2 separate regions of the Mus musculus genome follow, and region 2 is linked to region 1. The links are chromatin contacts, called in public promoter capture Hi-C maps. All regions are on one chromosome and are shown on one strand. The core of a region is the stretch at or near the end of the contact, and the rest is flanking DNA. Distances in the headings are between cores, read along the strand shown.

Evidence for each region. Promoter capture Hi-C pulls out the DNA fragments that hold promoters and counts their contacts.
Region 2: a promoter capture Hi-C map of hippocampal neurons shows a contact between it and region 1, with 2.2 times the contacts expected there. The contact joins the enhancer-like site here to the promoter of 5031426D15Rik in region 1. A contact is called at or near these places in 5 of 39 promoter capture datasets (the C10 cell line, embryonic stem cells, epiblast stem cells and 2 more) and 1 of 484 Hi-C or Micro-C datasets (cerebral cortex).

What each region holds. Positions count from the first base shown.
Region 1 is chr2:6,924,969-6,932,269 of GRCm38.p6, forward strand. 5031426D15Rik (RIKEN cDNA 5031426D15 gene) reads right to left here and starts at 3,754. Exons shown (of 1, transcript NR_027890.1): 1 at 1-3,754. It also overlaps a transcript of Celf2 not described here.
Region 2 is chr2:7,170,484-7,177,784 of GRCm38.p6, forward strand. It overlaps a transcript of Celf2 not described here. Among named protein-coding and RNA genes, the nearest start is that of 5031426D15Rik, 250 kb to the left of the region's middle. Within about 2 kb of position 2,903, at least 16 of the 459 cell types and tissues checked have an H3K27ac peak or open chromatin away from gene starts, as enhancers often do. A contact at or near this core is called in cerebral cortex and hippocampal neurons, where this site is marked.

The sequences.
Region 1 (7,301 bases), core at 2,504-5,003:
GCATCACTATACTGACTAAACTATATACCCACCTCCCAAATTGTAGAAAACATTCAAACTTAAAAGAATACAATCGTCAGTGTTTGTTATTTGTTAAATGGATACATTTTCGTGCTTGAGAATGTCAATCACGCCTCCTTTAATACGGTAACATTTCTCAGCACATTTTTAGTTTTTCTCTTCAGGAAGTCAATATCACCATCTAAAAATACACAGTGTAATCTTCTGGCAATAAAATGAGGTCAACTTCCCTTTGGGTCTCCTTTTAAGCCTGAAATCATTATCTCCCAACCCTAAACCCCTCACCTACTTAGAAAACTTACTTCTTTTCCCTTGGAAATGAAGAACAGAAGCCTTTTAGTTCCAAATTAGCTCCGTGGCCTTCATTAGGCCTAAAATAAAAATGAACTGAGAAAATCCCACTGTAGCTCGGTGTAGTGGCTCATACCTGTAATCCCAGAACTCAAGAGACTGAAACAGAAGGAATACTGTAGTGAGTTTGAGACCAGAGATATATGGCCATACATCAAGTTCTGGGGCGAGCCTGGGCTACAGAGTCAGACACTATAAAGAGAAAACCATTGTGGAATATTTGCACTTGTATGAAGAGCACTGACCAGCTGGGACCAGCATTGAAGAGAACGGCAGGGATAATAAAGCAATGAAGGAGGTCCCATCCTCGTGCTCTCTTTAATCCCATTAGCCAAAGAGAATGGTAGACTTTCAGAAATTTAGAAGCACAAAGCCCTCTAGCCAGGAACATGCCTACTTAGAATACTGTGCCAGGCATATTTAAATCTATAAAGCAAATGCCCAATTACCAAGAAAAAGGAGGCAGTTTCCAATTCATACCTATTAGTTTCGCTATAAAAAATAAGAATAGCCTAACGGTGCCCAGAGCAGAACAGCCAGCCAGCTATAACAAGAAGGCTTTGCCTTCCTGCTCTATTGAGAAATGGGATGTCCTGTCAAATCAAACACTCGGTTGAATAGGATATTATCAACATACTAGGTGCGTATTACCAGTTTTCCAGATATGGGATGCAATAAAATCTTTAATACTAAAGCAACACTGAACACATTGTAATCTTTCTCTGATGATTCAAGACATTTCAGAACTTTTCATTAACTCCAGATCACCTTTAGGAACCTCAGTTTTCACTGGGCCCAGTGAAGCACAGTTATATCAATTAAGAGAAGTTCCCATTTGACAGAGTATTCTAACGACTAGCTTTAGCAGTAGAGTATTTCTACTGGGTGGATTTAAATAAAGTTGGATGCCCCACCCCAACCTAGTTTATTTGGTTCAATGCCCCCAAGCAAACAAACAAACAAACAAGAAATAAATAAAGCACTGTCTTTGGTTAATGTCAGTAAGAAGAAAATATAATTTTCTGCCCTGGGATTGTGGGGACGAGGGGAGAAGCTCAAGGCCCGCGGCTCCGCCTTCCTGCTTTTAGTGCTCTCTTAACAGACATCTTTTCCACAACCAGCTTATGTTGGTTGAGCTCCAGTTTCCCTAGGAAGACACCTAGGATTGAAAAGTCAGCTAAGACAGTCCCTCTCCAGCTTGTAACTTCATGCTGTTTTGAGTGGTGAGAGAGTTTAGGAACCCACACCAGGCATCCTGACAGCAGTGCGTATGACGATAACCACCGTGTTGAAATTAAAAAAAAAATGAAACAAAACAAAAGATGCTGATGCTAATTCTTTTTCAGTTTGGGTCACACAAGGTGCCAGCAACTGGTGCTAATTGAAAAGGAAAACGATAATTCAATATTCTAGCAGCTTGCATCCACCTCATGCTCTTTGATCCAGAAGACTGAAAAGACATTTTTCACAAAGGAAACTAATCAAGGTACCTTCCCCTGGGGGAATGGGGTCATTCTGTGTCTATGAAAAGGCCAGGCAATAGTTATGTGATGACAGCCCTTCTGCTGATGGACCAAAAGGATCCAAGGAGAAAAAAATATGTAATACTCTTAGAAGGTTGAAATATACTGACTAACCTAGGCTAAAGGTTTGAGAATATTCCAAGCAACCCTGGTTTGGTTCCCTACTGTGTAGCTTAGTTTTTAATGCCAACCTGACACCACCTAGAATTCAGCTTGGAAGAGGAAACATTAATGGTAGAACTATCTGAATTAGACTGGTTTCTGAACATATCTGTGAGAGACTGTCTTGATTAATCGATGTGGCAGGGCCCAGTCCACTCCAGGTGGCACCATCCCTAGGCATGTGGTCCTGAGCTGTATAATAAAACAAACTGGGCATGACACAGTGAGCAAGCCAGTAGGCAACCTTCTCCATGTTCTCAGTGCTGACTTCCCTCAATGATGGATTGCGATCTTAAAGTGAAAGCTGAAATAAATGATTTCCTTCCCTAAGTTTCTTCTGGATATGGCATTTATCACAGCAACAGAAAAGCAAACTACAGAATCCATGTTAGATTGATTGGACTTGTAAAATACATGTGATATTGCTTTAAAAAAGAAAAGAATATTTGTATTCTGAACACAAAATATAAAAGTTAAACAAATATTTATGGAAGGTAATCACAACCTCTTATTGACAGTAAAGCACAATATGGAAATGGGTTGATAAAGTTGAGCTGACTTTGGTAACTGATATATATATATATATAAATTCATAACATAAAGTAACTCAAGGAATAATGACAGTTGGTCTGGGACATGCTGGGATAGGGGAAATTTATCAGCCTGTTCTTAAAACACACCACCAAAAGCACCTGCCTCATACACAGCAGGGTAATGTGGGCCTGTTCTTTCTCTGTTTTCTAACATGTTTGAGAAGCAGACTGTGATGTAATCCTTCAAAACTGAGCTACCCAACTTAGAGTCTCTCCATGGAAGCTTCCCCAGGATGCTCCACACTCCATACGCTGGCTCTGGAGAACCCCAGGGTATGGTGGAGAATATCTTGGGCATATGGCTGGTGTTCTCACTTTCATCTCCTTGACTCTTCAGTTTGTTCTCTCTCTCTTTTTTTTTTCTCTCTTTTGAAATGTGGCTCATTCTAGAAGCAGCTGAATTGGTACAGACAGTACTTCTGAGGATACATCCCTGAGAATTTAGCTGCAAAGCCCAGGAGAAGTCAGATCCCTGGGAAGAAGCCAAGTGCAGATTTCAGAGAAACAGCATCCTCATGCTTGAGCAAGTTTTCCTCTCCAGATGAAACTTGTCAAATTCCCTTCATACACCCTTCTCTCTAGACAGATGGACACAGAAACGGAGATACAGATTCATGCTTATTTCGGTGTAAACATTTTTTTTTCTCCAAAGTACAGCTTTCAGAGAGTCCCCATTACTGACTCCTAAGGAATTACTCACATTTAGTCTAGCGACTCCCTCCAAGACTGTTTAACACTTCATAAGCATTTCCCTTAAGCCATAAACAACCCTGAGACAGATAACCAAGATGGTGCCTCTGATCAGACTTTGCAGGGTGACTTCTGGTTCATCTCCCATTTGATGCCGAGGACAAAGAGATATATCTGTGACTATGATTATCCACTTGGAAGGTGAGGAAATGAAGTTAAAGGCGAGAGTCTGTGAGACAGCTCTGTAGGTAAAGACATTTCTTATCAAGCCTGCCTGAGTAGGAAACTCAGAACTTACATGGTGGAAAGAGAGAGCTGATTCCAGTAAATTGCCCTTTGACCTTCATATGCATGCTATGGTACACACACACACATACATACATACACACACACACACACACACACACACACACACACACACACACATGTGCATAAAATCTTACAAAAGGTTAGCTTGTGGTAAGAGTTTCTGTCTTCTCTGATCAGTTTATAAACACCAAGTTCTTTCTCTTATGAAATCACGTGAACAATGCAAAGACCAATGGGACATCATTTCATGAGGTCTGCCTTGAACACTTCAGTGTCCTCTGAAGATGAAATCAATCACTCTGTTCTTCTCTTTTCTGCGGGAGACAAAGGGAAGGGGGGATGGGCAGAAGAGCTGAAGAGACAGGATCCATTGGCCAAAGCTTAGCTTGATGGTTAGCTAAAGCAGACCTTGTCAAGTTTAGAAGTTTCTTTGTGTGTGTGTGTGTGTGTGTGTGTGTGTGTGTGTGTGTGTATGTGTGTGTGTACAGATATGTGATTGACAACAAGTTCCTTCTCTATTGTTCTCCAACTTCCTTTTGGACACAGAGATCCACATTGGTTCTGGCGCTTGCCAGTTTATTTAACTGGCTGGTCAACAGGCCCCTAGAACACACACCCCCAGCACGAGGATGTTCCTGTTACACACGTGGTTTTTTATGTGGTTTCTGGGGCTCTGAACTCAGGATTCTCAGGTTTGGATTGCAAGCACTTTACAGGTTGATTCCTTCTCCCAGCCCTGTAACAGGGCTTCTGACAGCTTTAACTCACTGGCGAGTGCGTTCATCCTCTTAGACTCAGACAAAGGCATCGAGGGTCATCCTTCACAGAGCAGATGACTCCCAGAAGATGCGTATGCACCAAATGTTAATTCTATTATACCATTAATGTACCATTACCTATAATAAATGTCTTCCAATAAATTGCCCAGTACCATAGGTCACATAGAAATACATAAGGCAGTGCGAGTGAATCATCAGAAAGACTGGCTTAATCGTAGAGACTAAGATTGATCAGATGTGGAAAAGACTAGAAGTCCAGAGTGCCATAAAGCAAATAGAATAGGAAGAAAGTGGCTACCTTGCAGGACTTTGAGGGTCATCCTGTGGAGTATGCTATACTAAATCCTGAGGCGCTGGAGAGTGGAGTGGAGTGGGACCATTGACAGCGAGCGTGGGGAAGCACGGTCTGGCTCATTACAGGAGGATGTGAGATCTTAATGCCATCTACTGTGTGCAATCCACTTTTTGTGGTTCTTTTAGATCAGGTGGTTTACTGCCTTATCCAGTACACAGCATTTAATAAGATGGCAGAGAAGCTAGCAGCGAGGCTCACAGAAGCCAATAACCAGGTTTCAAGCCACTTTTCTTATATGCAGGGGAAAGAGATGTGTGCTCCAAGTCTGAGTTCCTCTGAGGCATATACCTACTTGACCACTTGGCAGCTGTTACCTGAGAAAAGGTAACTTCCCTAAAGAGAGATCTATAAGCTAGTATGGGGCCTGGAGAATTTTATACTAGCAACTGGAAGATGCCTTCTCTAAAGAAGAGTTTTAAAGGACTTAAACCTTGATTGTGGGATTCTCTGGAAGAAATAGAGTGGACAGACCACAAGCTTCCATTTTTCTTTCTTTCCTTTCTTATTAAGGCAAGTTTTGCAGCAGCAATAAAGGAAAATAACTCGATATCGATGTTTTGTAAGCTCTCCATCAAACACAGAGGGAAAAGGAAGAAGGATGCTGCTATAAAATTATCTGTGAGCTGATCCATCCACATGAGACAACTTAAAAGGCCGGGCAAACAGATTCTCAGTTGTCCTTTCTTTCCCATTTGTTTCTAGTGTAATCTCCCCTAACTTACTTAGGTCTAGACAATTCCAAGTGATGATTTTATTTGTAATGGGACCTAGAAGGAAGCAGGAAGAGCTTGGTTAGGCAGTTAAACCACTGAGACATGCACAGGGTGCCTGAAAGTCGCGTTGCCACTTTCTGCCTTGTGTGAGCTGTATGAAGGGATCCCCACAGCTTCCTTGACCTCAGCCATATAGGCAAAGAATGTCCCAATATTAGTATTCCAGGGTCAGCTTCTTACTTTACTATTGAAATTACAGTTGCCGTACTTGGCTGAGAGTATAGAACCATGGATAAGAGTGCTGGAGCCAGGGGGACCACAGCTTAGAACTGAGCCATCCACCTCCAATGCAGGTTAAATAGCGATTTCAGGTCTTTATCAAAACCTCTGCTTTTGAAACTGTGAAATGGTGATTTGAAAGCACACTAGAGGATACTCTACATAGTCATGGTAAATTGAATAGGTTACTAATTTCTGCTGTCCTTACTGTCATTGTGAAATTATGCTTCTGAACTGATTCATCTAACGATGAATCCAAGGTCCATCCAAGGAGCGCTGAGTAGCCCACAGGCAATCACTCCGTCCTGGTTGCTCAGATCCTAATGATCTGAAGCTATAAAGTCTGGGGGTAGTCTTGCATAGCTGGAGGTAAAAACCCAGTTCACATGAGTACTTCCATACCCCTCCCCTAGGTAGCCAGGGCATACTTGCTCAGTGTGGCCCAGTGTAAAGCATATAAACTTTAGAGCCAGATGGACCTGGTTTCAAACACTCCCTCTGCCACTTCTCAGCTATGGGGCCTTGATCGACTGACTCTGCATCTGTCAACCTCAGTTTTCTCATTTGTAAAATGGAGAGAATATCACCATTCTGGCAGTTCTGTTGTGAGGTAGAGCAAGAGAGTGAGCGAGAGAGCAAGAAAGAGTGAGAGAGAGCAAGAGAGAGAGAACGCGCACGTGAGAGATCAATGGTGACAAATTTAAAGCTCTGGCAGGCAGTCAATACAAGATACTTTAAAAAAAATGTCTAAGTATCATTATAGAGATTGCTTGGCCCAGTAAAGAATTATAGAAAGAGAAGTGTTGGGCTGTTTGGAGCCTTTGAAGCAAGCACTCCATCCTCCAAGAACTGCAGATCATGATTTATCTTCTTAAAACAACAACAAATACATGTGTATGTGATTTTCTCTCCCCTTTGAACAAAAGATACAGCATGTTTGCATTATATATTGTTTTATTTTTCACTAACAGTACGTCTTGGGGAATTTTTTTTCCAGATCTGTGCATGAAGAACAATCTCATTGTTACTGTGTAGAGTCATTCTGCTCCACAGAATTGCTCTCATAACTCAGACGAGTCTCCTTCGGAGGAAGAGTCAGGTTGTTTTCTAGCCCTGGTTTTCTTCAAACAATGCAGGAATGAGTAGTTTTTAAAGTGAGTCTTTCACAGTGTATTTGTAGTGTAAATTCCTAGAGGTGGAATGGCTGAATCAGAAGGGCTGCACATTTGCCATTTTTGTTAGAAACTGCCGAATCTCCCTCTTCGGTTTTGTACACTCCCTTCAGCAGTAAGGGAAGGTCTGTTTCTTACCCCAGTATAATACAATTTGTCATCAAATTTTCTGACCTTTTTCAACCTGATAATCAAAACATGGTATCTCAACATTACTTAATTATTACAAGCAGTATTGGGCATCTGCCTATACACTCTAGAGAAAGGAGAAATATCCTTCTCTAGGAAATGGCCATTCATAGCCTTTGCTTCTTTCTCTTCAGGTGTGTTGGAAATTGTCATTTTGACTTATAG
Region 2 (7,301 bases), core at 1,653-4,152, 240 kb after region 1:
CTGTGTGTGTCCATCCAAATTAATGTGTGAGCATGTGTATGCAGGTACACTCATGTGTTTGTGTGTGTGTGTGTGTGTGAGCGCTCGTCTGTGTGTTTGACTCCAGGTTTCTGCTTCTATTATCTTACTATTTTGAGACAGGGATTTTCTACTGGAGCCAAAGCTTGCTGTTTTGGCTATACTGGTTACCCAGTGAGCCCCTGGGATCTGCCTGCCTTTTACCCCAGTCCTGGGCTTACAGATGTGTGGCACCAGGCTTGGCTTTTTCCATCGTTGGATGCCTGGGATCTGAGTTCAGATCCTCACGCTTATGCAGCAAGCACTTTACTCACTGAGAGATCTCCCCAGATTCTCACATATGTTCCTTCACTCAACCTCCCATCTGTGCAGCTGCTACATTACCAAATATATTATCTTTTCTGGAATCAGGGGGCCCAACTTACTTCTATGAGATTTTCCCTTATCTGAGAAAGAGTGTGGATGTGGTAGATGTCAATCATCAGATTGGGAGGTGAAGAACGCTCATGCCTTTCAGTCAGCACTCCCAGCTTTCAATTCTTCCATGACTGATTAGCCGTGTGGTGCTTTGACATTTACCTAAGGCCCCGATACTTAGGATTCCATATCTTTAGTAACCGGGCAAGAAAAGTTCTTGTGACGGCTGCTGTAATTGGCCGGGCTCATGCATATGATGAGTTTAAATCTATTCTGAGCAAGAGCAAGAACCACAAGGTGGTCATTTGTTATTCTTTGGGGAGTATAGGTCATGTGTAGAGCAATTAGAGGGCACCGCATCCCACTGGCTCCTGACTCTAAAGCAATCCAACCGGGACCCAGCAGAGACGACAGGATTGCTGAAGCAGCTTGGCCTCTTGACCTAAACCCTATAAGTGATTCTTAACAGAGTTGGCTTTGTAGGACCTTTGACTTTTACCCATTTGGAGAAAGGCCACTTACATGGTGGGAAAGGCCAGATAAATAATGCTGACATCAGAGAGAAGCATGAGCTGGGACTGTAGCTCAGGGATACAGATCCTGTGTGCGTGATTGACACAGCATGTTCACTGTGGGAGTCAGTGCACAATTTCTTCTATTATGTGGGTTACAAAGATTAAACTCAGTCTCTACCCACTGGGTCATCTCTCAGTATGTTTTCTTAGATAGGGTTTCATGTATTCCAAGCTGTCCTCAAACTTCCTATCTGGCAGAGATGGCCTTGAACTTCTGATCTCCCTGTGTCAGCTACCCCAGTGCTGAGATTATAGACATGAACTACTACAACTGCAACATAAAGAGCTGGCAAACAAACCAGAGGCTTTCTTTTTTCTTTTCGTTTTTCGAGACAGGGTTTCTCTGGGTAGCCCTGGCTGTCCTGGAACTCACTCTGTAGACCAGGCTGGCCTCGAATTCAGAAATCCGCCTGCCACTTCCTCCCAAGTGCTGGGATTAAAGGCATGAGTCACCACTGCTGGGCAACTAGGGGCTTTCTTGTACTCTGCACACATCAACCAAATAATATCCCAGTCCCTAGAATATCTGAGTTCTAATGGACTTCTGTCAATAGAAATAGATTTGATTTCTCTTAAGACTTATTCTTAAAACACTTGCCTTTTTGTAGAAGCAAACACTGCAGAGACATAAATGGCTTGGTTGTGATGTCCCAGTATCTTGGGACATGGGTGAAGTAATTTGGATTGAGGTAAAGCAGGAGACACACTAGATTAAACCACAGATACTCACAAAGAGATACAAGTACCAATCTAGTGAGAAGAAAATGTCCACTGAGAAGTTAGGGCTGGAGAGATACCTCAGTCAGTAAAGGGCTTGCTTAACTACCATGAGAAGCTGGGTGTGGATTCCCAGAACCCACTTAAAAGCCACACCCTGTGGTCTCAGCACTGGGAAGGCCAAGACAGGAAGATCCCTGAAAGTCACTGGTCAGCTAGTTTTGCCCAATCAGTCAACCTGGGTTCAGTAAAAGGTTATGTTTCAAAACCCAAAGGAGAGAGTAATACAAGAGAGGGATATACCTGATGCTTGCCTAGGTATATACACACACACACACACACACACACACACAATGTAAAACACACACACATAATATGCACATACACACATGCATAACATACACATATACATACATAACACACATACACACATATGTAAAACACACACATAATATACACACATACTTACATATATAACACATACATATATAACACACAAACACACACACATACATACATAACACACGTACAAATATATAACACACAAAAACATACACACATACCTACATATATAACACACACATATATAACACACAAACTCATACACACACAGCATACTAGCATCCTTCTCTCTAAAATCAAATCGAGATTGGATGTTTTGTAAATTGTTTATTTTGTCTTTATGTCCCCTTTTTCTAAGCTTTTGGTATATTTGGTTCCTCCCTTCCACTTCTGTTCCTCTTCGGCATTGTTTGTTTCCAGCCAGGAAGGGTTCACAGAACAGAATACAAGTTTAATACTAGCTTAGCCTAAAACTAATTAGGAAAGCAAATCCATTGTTCCCCTCAAAAAACCAAGCACCGAATACTCTAGTCAAATCAAACTGCCTTTGAGAGGGTTTTCTGTTCAGGCATATCTGCACTGCAGTTCCTTCAACTAGGAGGTCTAGTTTGGAGCCTACTGCAAACTGATGTCCATGAGTCATTCAGACTCAACCTTCTTCACTTGTACATTATTGCTTGGGCACAGCAGAGAGGACTGTTAGAGTGTGAGGAACTTTATCAAGGCAGGGGTGGCAGCAGTAATGGACAGAAAGGACGTAACTTCTCTGTCCTCAACCCATGCTGCTTCTTGGCTGGCGCAACCTGCCTGCTGGTGGCTGGGCCTATTCCCAGTCCCGTCCCTCTCCTCTGTGCTCTGGCACAGACACGCAGGAGCAGGCTACTTGGGAAAACACTAAGCCAGGTCACGCCATGCTTCTATGTCTTGAGCTTCTTTTGTGTCTATCTTGTGCACGTTGTTCTATGGTAACCCGTAAACTGTGGCATTTGGGATTTAATTGAAAGTCTCAGCTCTGTGCTAATTTGGGCGCCGTGACAATGGGATAACTGAAACTTCCAATTGCAAATGGTTGACAACGCAGCTCTTGGGTGATAAGAAGTTGATGGGAATCTGATATGATAGGATGACCCTTCCCAAGAAGTGAACGAAGTGAACCTGCATATCTATTTTTAACCAGCCTCTGGAGACTTCTAGTAATTGACATTTGGAACTCAGGCTCCCATTTCCCTCTGTTCCTGAGAATATTTGCATCTTTCTCTGTTGGAGTTCCCTGGATTTAATCCTTCCTAGCAGCTTGGAAAGGCATTTGGTGCTGGCTTGGGCTGCTGCCTCACAGAAGGCAGCACTTGCCTCACTCACTGGCACTCCCTGTAGCCTGTCTATATTGCCTCTGTATATTGCCTCTGGTTGAGCCTTTAAACCCAGAGCTGGCCTTTTATTCCAATGGGAATGAATTCCTGCTTCAGTTTCTATGAGTACCTATAGTTGAGAGCTACTGAATAAATAAATGAACTGGTTGACTTTTTTTTTTTTTCCTGCTGGGAATAGAATTTAGGGCATTGCACAGAGTGGACAAGTACTCTACCACTATACTAAATTACGTAGCCCCAAGCCTAGGTTTTACAGTTTTAGTATGACAAAGTGATGCTGTGGGTGAGCCATTGAGCCCAAGCCCAGCAGAAGAAGCAATGAAGCCAACAGCCAGTGTTTGGGGGTTCCATGCTGCAAGCTCACAAGCCCCACACTGGTGGGAGATGAATGAAGGACAGTGGACAGTGTGAGCTGCTTCCCTTCTCTACAAAGCTTCTCATTGTTCAGCATCAGCTCCCCCATAACTGTTCTCTGATTTTGTCTCTCCTAGAACTAAGGCTCTTCCCACGACAGGATTCAATGATTAATTCACAGTGAGGTATAATCTACAGATTTTGTGTGCTATTGCTTAGAGTCCTCTTAGCATATTAATAGGTATAAAGCCTGAAGCCAGAGGAATCAATCGGCCCTTTATCAGTGGATGCCACATGTCCAGTGGGGTTGAGTCTCAGTTAAAGGTAGGGGTGAAGCTTCTTGTGAAATGTCAGCACTTAAACACTTAGGGTTCTGTTGTTTCTATAACAACAAGACCAGTCTCCCCTAAGCAGGAAGCAGACATTTGTGAAATCTGAGATATGATCAAGATGCGATTCTAGTCCTCAGTATGTGTTGCTGTGGTTGCTTAGCAATTAAGTCTTTCCATTCCAGGGTTAAAGCTTGAGTTGGGACCTGGTAGATAGCTTAAGGTAAAGTGACTGATGAAGCACGAAGACCCAAGTTCAGATCTCCATCACTCATGTGAGGAAGCTGGACACTTTGCCACACAACTGTCATCCTGTGGCTCAGAGGGTAGGGGATGCCTCAGAGTTCATTGGCCACTCAGTCTATCCAACTAGTGATTGAGCACTAGGTGCAGAGAGAGAGAGAGAGAGAGAGAGAGAGAGAGAGAGAGAGAGAGAGAGAGAGAGAGAGAGAGGGAGAGAGATTGGAAGAAGAAGAAGAAGAAGAAGAAGAAGAAGAAGAAGAAGAAGGAGAAGAAGAAGGAGAAGAAGAAGGAGAAGAAGAAGAAGAGAGGAGGAGAGGATGAGGAGGGGAGGGGAGGGGAGGGGAGAGGAGAGGAGAGGGGAGGGGAGGGGAGGAGAGAAGAGAAGAGAAGAAGAGAAAAGAGAGGAGTATTTTACAGGGTTCTGAAAAATGACCTGTAAGACATCAGGAGATTCCATTTTCCTTTTGAAGAGTCCTGCTCTGGAGCACCCCATTTTCTTTGGTCACTTCTTGGGTTTCCAAAAAGCAAAGATATTTTGTGATCAGGCTATCATCTCCTCTGAGTTAGGATGTGTCATGGACTCTACTACTGGGCAGTGTTTCTCACAGCTCAATGCTTTATTTACAGCTTGCTCTTACCTAGTTAACCCCAACTACCCTGCACATGTCGGATCAAGTGTCATTTCCACTTTCAGATAGTATTTTGACAACGGAGAACCATCTTCCTTTTACCTGTTCTCATGATCCACAGCACCGAGGCTATCTGCATTTAGACTTCAATTTGTGCCACTGTGCTCTAACTCCCAGAACATCCCCATCTATCGGGACAAAGACTGGGCAGGCCTGCTTCCCATTGCTATTTCCAGCTTTTCCATTTTGCCTGACACAGGTGTGGATAGAAGCCACTGTCAGAGGGGTGAGTTCAACTCTGGGGCTGGCTATTATCTGAGAAATTACCTTATGATCATAGGGGAAAATGGCATGAAGGGAGTAATCATCAAAAACATGTTATTAGTTAGACACTGTGGTTCATGTCTATAATCTCAGTACTAAGAAGGGTGAGGGAAGAGGAATGCTATAAATTCAAGACCAGCTCTGTTCATAAACAACAGCAGCAATATGCACAGACTATCTGTTCAGCAACTCAAGTTTAAAAAAGTAAACAAACAAAAATAAAAAATATGTATAATTTTCTTTGGTAAGTTTGGTATATAAATATATCAATGCATAAAATGGAAAATATACTTGAGATTGTTTTCAAAGAATCTTTTGTATCTACTGTATTTGCTCATAAAATAAAATGTCTGTGAGGGCATGGTGGGAGGCTCAGTCAATCAGAGGAAGACATGAATTTGAACCTTAGAACCCATGTAGAAGTTCCAGATATGGTGGCATGTGGTTGTTAATTTAAGGTGTCAATAAAGAAGATGCTAAGGGCTTGGTGTCCAATCAGGATGGCCTAATTGGCCAGCTTCTGGCCAATTAGAGGTCTTGACTCAAGTGAGGTGTGCACATTCTTGAAGATGGCAACCAAGATTTTCTTCTCACTTTCACATGCATGCATACACATGTGATGAGCACTGTCATACATGCATGTACTTATATTCATGTGTACACACACACACTCAAGAAATAAGAAAAATAAGGTGTTTCATTGTGAGGAAATAAAAGTATATATGTTTATATATATATACATACATATATTATGCAAGATTCTAGCATATTATATACATATAATTTACTAGCATATGTTTGTTGTATGCTATAATAACACACTGTGTTGCCTATGCATGATAATATATACAAATATGCTAAGGGTATGCATTTACCTGCAGGCTCATTGAAAAGACAGAAATCATTAGTGTACTTCATACCTGAAAATCATGATTAAGATGGGAATGGTTCTACATGAATTCTGCTGAAAGGACAGACTCTTCCTGCTCTGTGGCCCTGTAGAAATTCCTCTTTAATCTTTGTGTCATCATTTTTGGGTGTTTCTAGGGATAAAACCTGGTGCCTTGGCTCTAACAGGCAAGGGCTCTACCTTGAGCAGTGCACTGAGTCCCAGACCCTTCTTTTGTTGTTTGCTTATGATGAAAATAGTGAAGTGTCATGAAAGTACTTTTATTAACAACTTTTTTTGTGGAGCAAGAGAGAATAAAGCAGAAGTCAGATGGGTAATAACTGAGTCCCAAATGTGCTGTCTCATGAGCGCAGTTCTAGAAATGGCCCAACTCTGACCCGTGGTTTATTGAAAAGGCTGCTCTATAGCTTGTATGGTTACTGTAAAAGTGAATGGGTGTGTAATCATCCAGAAATGAAGTCACTTCTACCCTGTTTATTCTGTTTTAAAACAAGATCTCAGTGTGTCTGAGGCTCTCCTCTAACTCATGGGTTTCTGGCCTCTGCCTCCCAGTTGTTAGATTAGGGACATTGCCCTGTCTCATTTACCTGGCTTTTTTCTTTCTTTCTTTCTTTCTTTCTTTTTTAACCATGTTACCATGAGGAAGAACAAAGAGAAGTAAGTTGAGGATGTTCATCATTTGCAATACATCCTCTGCTTGGCTAAGCATTTTCATAGGCTTACTTTTCTTATTTGATCCTCCCCCATGGTGAGAAAAATAGATTCAAAAAATATAAAAATATTTTAATTTATATTCTTTACGATAATAACGCAAAGTGCACAGAAGCCAGCAAACACACATGGAGAGGACTAGCCTAATCTACAGGAGCACTTACCACTGCAAGCTAATTCATCAACTGCATTGGGTTAAGCTCTTGGGGCCTACTATAGGCTCTACTAGCTAGTCTACCATTGATTGATTGTCTTACCATATTAGACAAGGTTCTGGTATGTATGTGAGAAAATGTCTCCATCAAACTCAGGCTTACTCCAACAGCTGTTATTATATCCTTGTCTTATTCTCCAAGGACATA